Regions from separate parts of the Anser cygnoides genome. Here region 1 is linked to region 2. The links are chromatin contacts, called in public Hi-C maps. All regions are on one chromosome and are shown on one strand. Each heading gives the region's core, a stretch centred on a gene start, on an enhancer-like site or on the middle of the called end of the contact. The rest is flanking DNA. Distances are from core to core; before and after follow the strand shown.

What was found. Hi-C and Micro-C count contacts between places; a contact is called where the count stands out from the background.
Region 1: a Hi-C map of liver shows a contact between it and region 2, with 2.2 times the contacts expected there. The contact joins the promoter of FARP1 here to the enhancer-like site in region 2. A contact is called at or near these places in 2 of 7 Hi-C or Micro-C datasets (granulosa cells and liver).

What each region holds. Positions count from the first base shown.
Region 1 is chr1:156,118,393-156,122,514 of Taihu_goose_T2T_genome, forward strand. FARP1 (FERM, ARH/RhoGEF and pleckstrin domain protein 1) reads right to left here and starts at 1,277. Exons shown (of 27, transcript XM_048072721.2): 1 at 978-1,277.
Region 2 is chr1:156,026,736-156,030,680 of Taihu_goose_T2T_genome, forward strand. The region is part of intron 2 of FARP1 (FERM, ARH/RhoGEF and pleckstrin domain protein 1); the gene reads right to left. Among named protein-coding and RNA genes, the nearest start is that of FARP1, 91 kb to the right of the region's middle. Within about 2 kb of position 1,301, at least 2 of the 3 cell types and tissues checked have open chromatin away from gene starts, as enhancers often do. A contact at or near this core is called in liver, where this site is marked.

The DNA.
Region 1 (4,122 bases), core at 27-2,526, 92 kb after region 2:
AGGCTAAGAGGATTCCCCGCTTTCCGAGAGCTGCTGAACGGCTCCAGCCCGAGCCAGACACCGCAGATCTCCAGCAAACGTCCCTCAGTTGAGGGAACGGAAAATAAAAATGAAGAAATTAAAAACAAAAAAAAAAAAAAAGGGGGGGGGGGGTCTTGATTCAGAAGAACGTTTGGGGCTTTGCTTAGCCGGACCGCTGGAGAGTTTTATTGTTGTTGGCTCGAAGCCAGTGTCAGCCGCTCGCTGTAAATACGTACTGGAAGCGACACAAGGAGCAAGAGTCAAAGTAGCTGGGAGACGGGGAGAATAAAAGCACCAAGCAACACCGGGGCGATCGTCCTTCCCCTCCCTGGGGACACGCCGCCTCGAAGGGAACCCTGCGAGGACAGGCTGGCACCGAGAAGCGACACGCCGCCCGCTTCGTTTGTTTCACGCCAGCCACCGAGCCAACCCAGCAACTTTAAAAAAGAAACACACCTCCACAGAGTTTGCGTGCTTTTAAATAAAATACAGAAGCAGAAGCACAAAGGACAAGGCCTGCTCCCCGCCAGCTCCCACTCCGGACATAAACTCGCAAACCCCACCCGAGGGTCGGTGGGGCTTTGGGGGAGGCCGGGCCAGGACCCCCGCAGCCCCACGGAGCCTCGGGGGGCCCCGGTAGCAGCGGGGACCGCGGGGACCCCCCTCGGGGGCCGGCAGGGGCGGGCACGGCTCCGCCCGGCACCCATGGGTGCCCCCCTCGGGGCTCCCTCGGCAGCCCGGGGGGCGAACAAAAGCCCCTCCGCCGTCGGTCTGTCGGTCCGTCCGGTGCCTCCCCGCACTGCTAATGGGATTAAGCCGGGCTGAGCGGCGCCCTCGGGGCGCTGTCACCGCCCGGGGAAGCGGCGGCGGGGCCGGGGGCGCCGCTCCCCGTTGTCGTCGCCGCCGGTGCCCGGTGCCCGGTGCCGGTCCCGCCCGGTCCCATTGTTCGCCCTTACCGTGTGCGGGGCTGGGGCTGCCGGGGCTCCTCGCTGCGGCTGGTGCGGGGGCAGTGGCGCTCGGCCGCCGGAGGTCCGAGCCATTAAAAGCTCCGCGGGGAGGAGAAGGAGGAGAAGGCGGCGGGAGAAGGAGGAGGAGGAGGGCAGCGGGGGGCTCGCAGGAGCAGGGTCGCCATGTCCGGCTGTGCGGCGCGGAGGGGGGAGCCCGGCCGGCCGCCCGGGTTGCGGAGCAGAAAGGGGGCGAGGCGGCTGGGGGCAGCCCCTGCTGCCGCCTGCTGCCCGGGGGAGCGGCAACGGGAAGGGCGGCCGCGCCTCCCCTAAGCCTGCCTCCTCCCGGAGGGGGAGCCGCCGGCGGCAGGAGGCGGCCGAGAGCCCCCTCCAGCGTTCACGGGAGGCGGTGGCGCCTCGCCATGGCCGCCCGCCCGCCTCCCTGCTGCCGGGGGGCGGCCTGAGGGGAGCCTGAGGGGCGAGGCGGGCAGGGCGTGAGGGGAGGCGCTCGGCGGTCGCCGCCGCGGTGTGGCAGCGGGTTAGGGGTCGGCCCCCACCGGTGTGGGGCTGGTGGTCTCGTTCCCGGCTGGCAGGAGGTTAAAGCTGGGTCCGGGGGGAGCCCCGGGGGTGTCACCTCAAGGGGGTTGCGCGGAGCTGCGATCCCTTGGTTCCCTGCCCTAAAAATAAAGAGGAAGAAATGGTGGGTTTACCAAGAGGTATCACTCCACACTCCTCGTACTCCAAGCACTTCTCTGAGACACCTGAGAAAGGACTTGGTGGTGTACGGGTGGCATATTCAAGCTCTATGTTCATTACTTGCTTCGTCATTAGATAACAGCAGACTACAGCGCAGTAAAATTTAACAGGTAGCAGCAATCGGAGCATCAAGGGCTGTCTCAAAACCCTCCGCTCCAGGACATGGGCTGAAAGAACTCCAGGCAAGGACCAGGGCTGGGGACTACACCTCTTCCAGAGCCACTGCACATCCATTCCCTCAGAGAAGACTTAAAGCTGTGGCAAAGAGGTTCCCCAATACACCCAGGACCAGCATAAACGTTTGCAGACAGCACCTCACACCACTGTCCGTTTCTTTAAGCGTTAGGGTGTGCCTCTCTTTTCAGCCTTTTCCTGCCTTTTACCCAATATTTTTTCCTGAAGGTGACTGGGGGGTAGAGCACACAAATGAGTAATGCAGAGGAAACACTTCAGGCCTTAGAAGTTCTCTCACGGACTCGGGAGGGAGCAGTGAACTAATTGTGTAGTTACAGAGCTACTGTTCTGAGCTCCTAGCGTCTGTGGGCCATTTGAGGAGCCCAACCGCTATCCCCGGATAGCATATTTTCATCATTGCAGCGAAGAGAAAAGGTACGTGAACACCATAAATATTTTCTCCTCTAAGCCTTGCCCTTGCTAAATCCCCAAAAGACAGACTCCTCTGCTGGCAACAGCAATGCCTCTATGCACAAACACCTCACGACAGATACCTTGGTGTATCTGCAAAAATACGCCAACCAACCTTGTGAGATCAAGAGATCTCCGTTTCTTAGGTCAGCCCCAAAACTTTAGCCATGTACATGGGTTACTGACTGAAAGGCTGGAAATTGTCCTTAGCTGTCAATACTTGATAAGATAGTAATTACTGTCATATTCCCCCAGACTTTTTCCCACACAAAATGCACGGCCTGTCAGTAGAAGACCAAGAGGAAAGGCTGCCTGCTCATTCTAACAAGATCCATGATTAAAAACACTGGCATAATTAATAAGTCCGCCCCCCCCCCCAAAAAAAAAATACTTTGTCAGCAGCTTTAACCACTAATTAAGGTGCTGTTGCAGTAAGAGCAGTACCACAGGGATCAACCATAACATTTAGAATTTCCTGGTGTTTTTTACGCAGACTTCCAAATCACTGATGCCTCATTCACACCTAACAAAGAGTTGTTGTAGTCTACATCACATGGGTGAGGTCATCTTCAGTGCCTTCCAAGTTTGAGTGACCTTGAAACTTTTCTCACCGCTAAACAGAAGTAGCAGGTTGCCCTGCAGCTATTTGACCATTTACTACTGAGCTCCAAAAAGCAACAGTAAAATATTCTCTTGAGTGGTCAGCTTACTGAGTCATCAAACGTGGTAACACATTGGTCATTTCTCCAGGAGCCACAGACAAGCTTGTGTCTGGTTTATTTAATTGACTCTGTTCTTGAGTCTTCTGGAAATATCGAGCACAACTAGCAACTGACATCTAAACAAGCTTCTTTATTGTTTCTCAGAGTGTTTATCTAGTCAGTCATAGTCATCGCTCACAGGTCCATTCCCATTGATGCTCTCTGCAATTCTAAGCAGAGTTGTTTTTTTTTCTCTGAAAATGATTTCTCTCTTGTAAATTACACATGGCAGCAGCTCATACTCTTCCGGTGTGATTGTGAGGAAAAGCACTCATCGTTGCTGTTAGCTTCCTGTAGTACATAAGGTCACATTTTTTTTCCCTGTTGAATGAGATACAGAATTTGTTGGGACATTAAATAAAAAGGAGAATTTCAGAGAGAGACAGCATCTGGTTTCTTGAAAAGAAGGTGAATTTAGAAAAAAAAAAATGGTTCTAGAAAAAAATGGTCATGTTTCTGACAGAAAACACACAAGATCTGTCTGCATCCACTGACATAGAAGAGAAGAACCGGAACTGAATTTCAGGTTAAGCAAAACCAAGCTGGCGCCACTGTTCGCTTCTGCCTTACCTGAGAAGGGAAGACGTGTTACAAGGGTTCTGTCATCTTGAGAGACTGCCTCTCTGTGCCTCCTGCCTAATTCCCTGTTAGGAAAAAAACAGCAGCATCTACAGTGGAATGCAAATACTGCTCCTTGGAAAGCTCTCACTTTTTACAGCTCTTCTGTGCTGGGATGTTTTGCAGTTATTTTTTTCATTGAAATTTTCTCCTATTTGCTGTGAGGTTCTAGAGTGCATGTATGTACACAGGTAGTTATGGCAGGGAGCCTGCAAATTCACATTTTTACCTGCCATATGATAACTTGTTTGCCTGCCTGTGTACTTTGTCATACTAAATTGTTGTACTCAAAACCCAAGTGTGTGGATTAAGTTATTTGGTCTGGTTTACACTAACGTCAGACTATGGTTCTTCTGGCCTTAATCTGTGTCTGTTTT
Region 2 (3,945 bases), core at 51-2,550:
CAGAGGGACATCACCATCTGCTTCCAGCCAGTATGGCCAACAGCAATTTGTATCGTTCTGCAAACTGTGCAAATTCAGTTACTTTTAAAGCATTCTGATTTTTTGTAAAAGTGCTGGATTTTCACTTAGTTTGCTCCTCCAGTTTATCTTCTCTTTAATGTTCAAAGTCTGACAAAAAAAGGGCTGCTAGAAAGGACCTGCACACATGGAAGAATGAACATGAGAAGAAATACCACCAAGGAGGCTTCAGCTGCCAATACTCTTCAGCTGCCAAGCTTTTACCTTGGTACTTTCTTCTGTTTCTCCTCTGCACGGTGAGCAGATGGATTCACACTTTGGTATCTGGTGGTATCACAAATCATCGAATTTCAGCATGACTGAAGTCTTGGAAGCAAGAAACCAATTAATTATTTTAAGCTTGCAGAAGCCAGACAACCCAGGGGAGTTCTGCCAAGCAAAGATGGAAGAGAATTTACAGATATAATTGTGAACTCCTGCTAGACTGATACTGGCTGGAAAAGGTCTGGTTCATTTCCGAGTGATGGAAACAGGTTTCTAACAAGTACAACGAGAAATTGTGATGGATGTCTGGAATAACATCAGACGTCAGCTTCTTTCTACAGGTGTCTCAAACCCTCTTTTCTACCTCTGATCTTGGTGTTGAGTAATCCCTGTGCAACATCTCATATAGGTCCACCTGCTGCTTGTACTTCAGCTGTACGCCAGCACTTTCTCTCCTTCACTGCAGTACAATGTTTCATCTAATACTTCGCTTCCTCTTTTACCACAACCCAAATGCCACTTCAAGCCTTGTCTGCTAGATGACTTCCTGTTTTCCACCAAAAGCTTTTTTTTCTCTGCCCTTTAGAATCACAGAATCATTGGAAAAACCCTCCAAGCTCATCTGGTCCAACCATCCCCCTACCACCAATGTCACCCACTAAGCCATGTCCCTAAGCACCACGTCCAACCTTTCCTTGAACACCCCCAGGGATGGTGACGCCACCACCTCCCTGGGCAACCCGTCCCAGTGCCTGACTGCTCTTTCTGAGAAGAAATGTCTCCTCATTTCCAACCTGAACCTCCCCTGGTGCAACTTGAGGCCATTCCCTCTAGTCCTATCGTTAGTTACCTGCGAGAAGAGGCCGACCCCCAGCTCCCCACATCTTCCTTTCAGGCACCTGTAGAGAGCAATAAGGTCTCCCCTGAGCCTCCTCTTGCACCTCTTTTCTGAAATGTCTGCAAATTAACCAACTATCTTGTTCAATTTTGAGCACCAAAGCTGGCCACAACATTCCAGCTGCACTTCTCCAGTGCCTCATGCAGATGTAGCGCAGCCTGGCTGGGCCTGCCTGGCATTTTCCTGGTGATGGAGCACAGCAGGTGCCACGACGGAAGAACCACACCTGCAGCTCCTGTTCATCTGACCAGCACCCATGATTCTGCATCATGTCATGTTGGCTTTTTGTTTGCTGCAGACTACAGTGGTGAGGGTAACTTAAAGAGAAGCAACACAGCAGTAAAAAGCCTGCAAACAGCCTATAAGCAGGTTTTTTCCAACTATTTGTCTGAAGTTTATAAATACTAGGATTGACTAAGTAAACAGATTTCAAGTTGAGCAATGAACTGCCATTTCTTTCTCTCCTCCCACTATGTGGGTACCCATACAGTTTCATCCTGCATCCATTTAGAAAGACATGTACCAGCTTCCGTGCTAACGCACCACGGTGAGCAGGCATCCCTGGAATGAGACAGCAGGCTGCTGAGAAATGCTGCACCAACCACTCCACGTTTTCTGTGCGGCAGTAGGGATGACTGACCAGCTGGTAGACAAAGCTAAAGATAAAACCGGTTTGATTATTTACAGGTTCCCAAACTCAGACTTGATAAGAGTCCATAATGATTAACAGCTAGCTGCCGAACAGAAAGGCGGCAGTCCTCAGGTTGTAAGGACAGAAAACACAGCGCTGCTTCGGCGGCAGATCAGAGCAGGCAACAGGAGCCACCACGTTCAACTTCCAGCAACTTGTGCAGGGGCAGAAAACCCAAGTCCTCCCTCAATGGAGCTGGCTAATGAGAGTTCGTTTCTACTACCTCTGCAGTTACAGTCTTTGCCTCTACCCTGTCAATTTGCTACGACTGAGGGCCTAAAATGCCCTTTTCAATCTTTTCCGTAACTTCATTTCCATTGGCTACCAACTTCCCCTTTACCACAGCCTGGAAATACAAAAGGGTGCAAAGAAAAAGTGAGCGGACTGAGCAATGATTTTTGTACTGAATTCTAGTATCGCTAAACAAGAATGCCTGTGAACTACTGTTTATACATTTCAAACCTTTTCTGTGGCAAAAGGTCTTTCCCAGATTGCTTCTACATCTTCCCAACAGGTGACTTAACTGATACTCACAGCAAACATACTGTAGAGTAGAATTCACATACAGCCAGATGGCCCCCAACATCTCACCTGGAGCTGCTTAATGGTACTGCTTCTCATGGGGAAGGCACCAAGGAGAGATTTCACTTTTTACATGTGCAGATTTCATACCTGTCATCAAAACAGCTATTTTATAAAACTACTCTTACAAGCTAAAGACCTCCTTCAAGTTTATGCGGTTTACACAGAGACAAGATACATTAAGGAGCATTAAGGGGATGAAAGAACAGCTTCACTACTTATAGGTCATAACTGGTATAATTTGCACAAAAAAGTAATATTAAAGAGGTTTCTTTTCCCCCCTGTATATTAGTAGCATATAACATGGGGTTGCTGCAACGTTATTTTAAAATTTTTAAGGCTCTGCTGCCAAACCATTCCTCTTCTTAGCATTTTGGTCCAGGCAGACAGCCTAAAAACTCTTTGCCTGCTATTTGCAATGAAAAGATTTCCCCGGAAGCTATTTAAAAGACCCATTTGTCCCTGTGGACAACTGTCCCATAACTGTATGTCTCATCATGGTGCTTGTTGGCTCTACAAACTGTCCCCTGGACAAGATGAGCGCAGCATTTACACGGCTGTGGCACAGGGCCTGAAGAATGCTAGAACTGGTGCCTTCTTTATATGGAGAAATTGATGGGAATAGGTATTGAAAAATAAACTACTTTGGAATAGCTCCATTCTCCCCGCAGACACACTGATCTGAAATAAAAGTCACTTTATTCTAAAAATAATTATTTCCCTCACAAAGCTCAGCGGTGAATCTGGCCTTGAAAGAACTGGCTCTCTTTTCAGCACATAACACAAAGAGCCACAGAATATGAACTTCATGCAAATCACTTGTTCAAAGAAGTCTAAAAGGTTGCTTGCCTTGATAGTCATGTGGGAAAAAAAAATTAAAAAGTCTGTTTTTTATTATAATGTTAACCTAGAGCACAGTATATCTTTTTACAATTAATGAGCAGCACCATCCCTTCAAGACTGATTATGATGTGGTGGGCTTCTGAGCAAGATGCTTTAAGTATCCCCTTTCTACTCCTTGTAGGAACACAAGCACGTGGGATTGACGAATCCTCATGTGCTTCTCCTAGGATAGGTAGCTAGAGAACAGCTAAGAGAATTGAGCGAGTACTGGAAAAAAACTGAGTAGAAGCAGTTTACTGGCAACAAACTGCTAAAACCCTTGAAAAAACAAATGAGTAAATTGTGGCTCCCTAAGCACAGTTCATTCCTTGAGACTCCTGTGAGGTTGCTCAGCAACTTCCCACAATTACAAGGGGTCAAGTCCTCAGGACATAATCTAGCCTATTGACTTTAATTCATCTACCTCTGGCACAAGGTACTGCCAAATGTGAGCAAGAAGTAAACAGAAGCAATGCAAACCGGACAGTTCTCAAAAGATGCTCTGAGGAAAATTCAGTTTCCAAATGTGTTTTATTTTGTTTCTTCCAAATTGTTCTGATTTGCTCAATTCCAAATCTGTGTTCTATGGTCATTCTTTGAAAGAAATAAT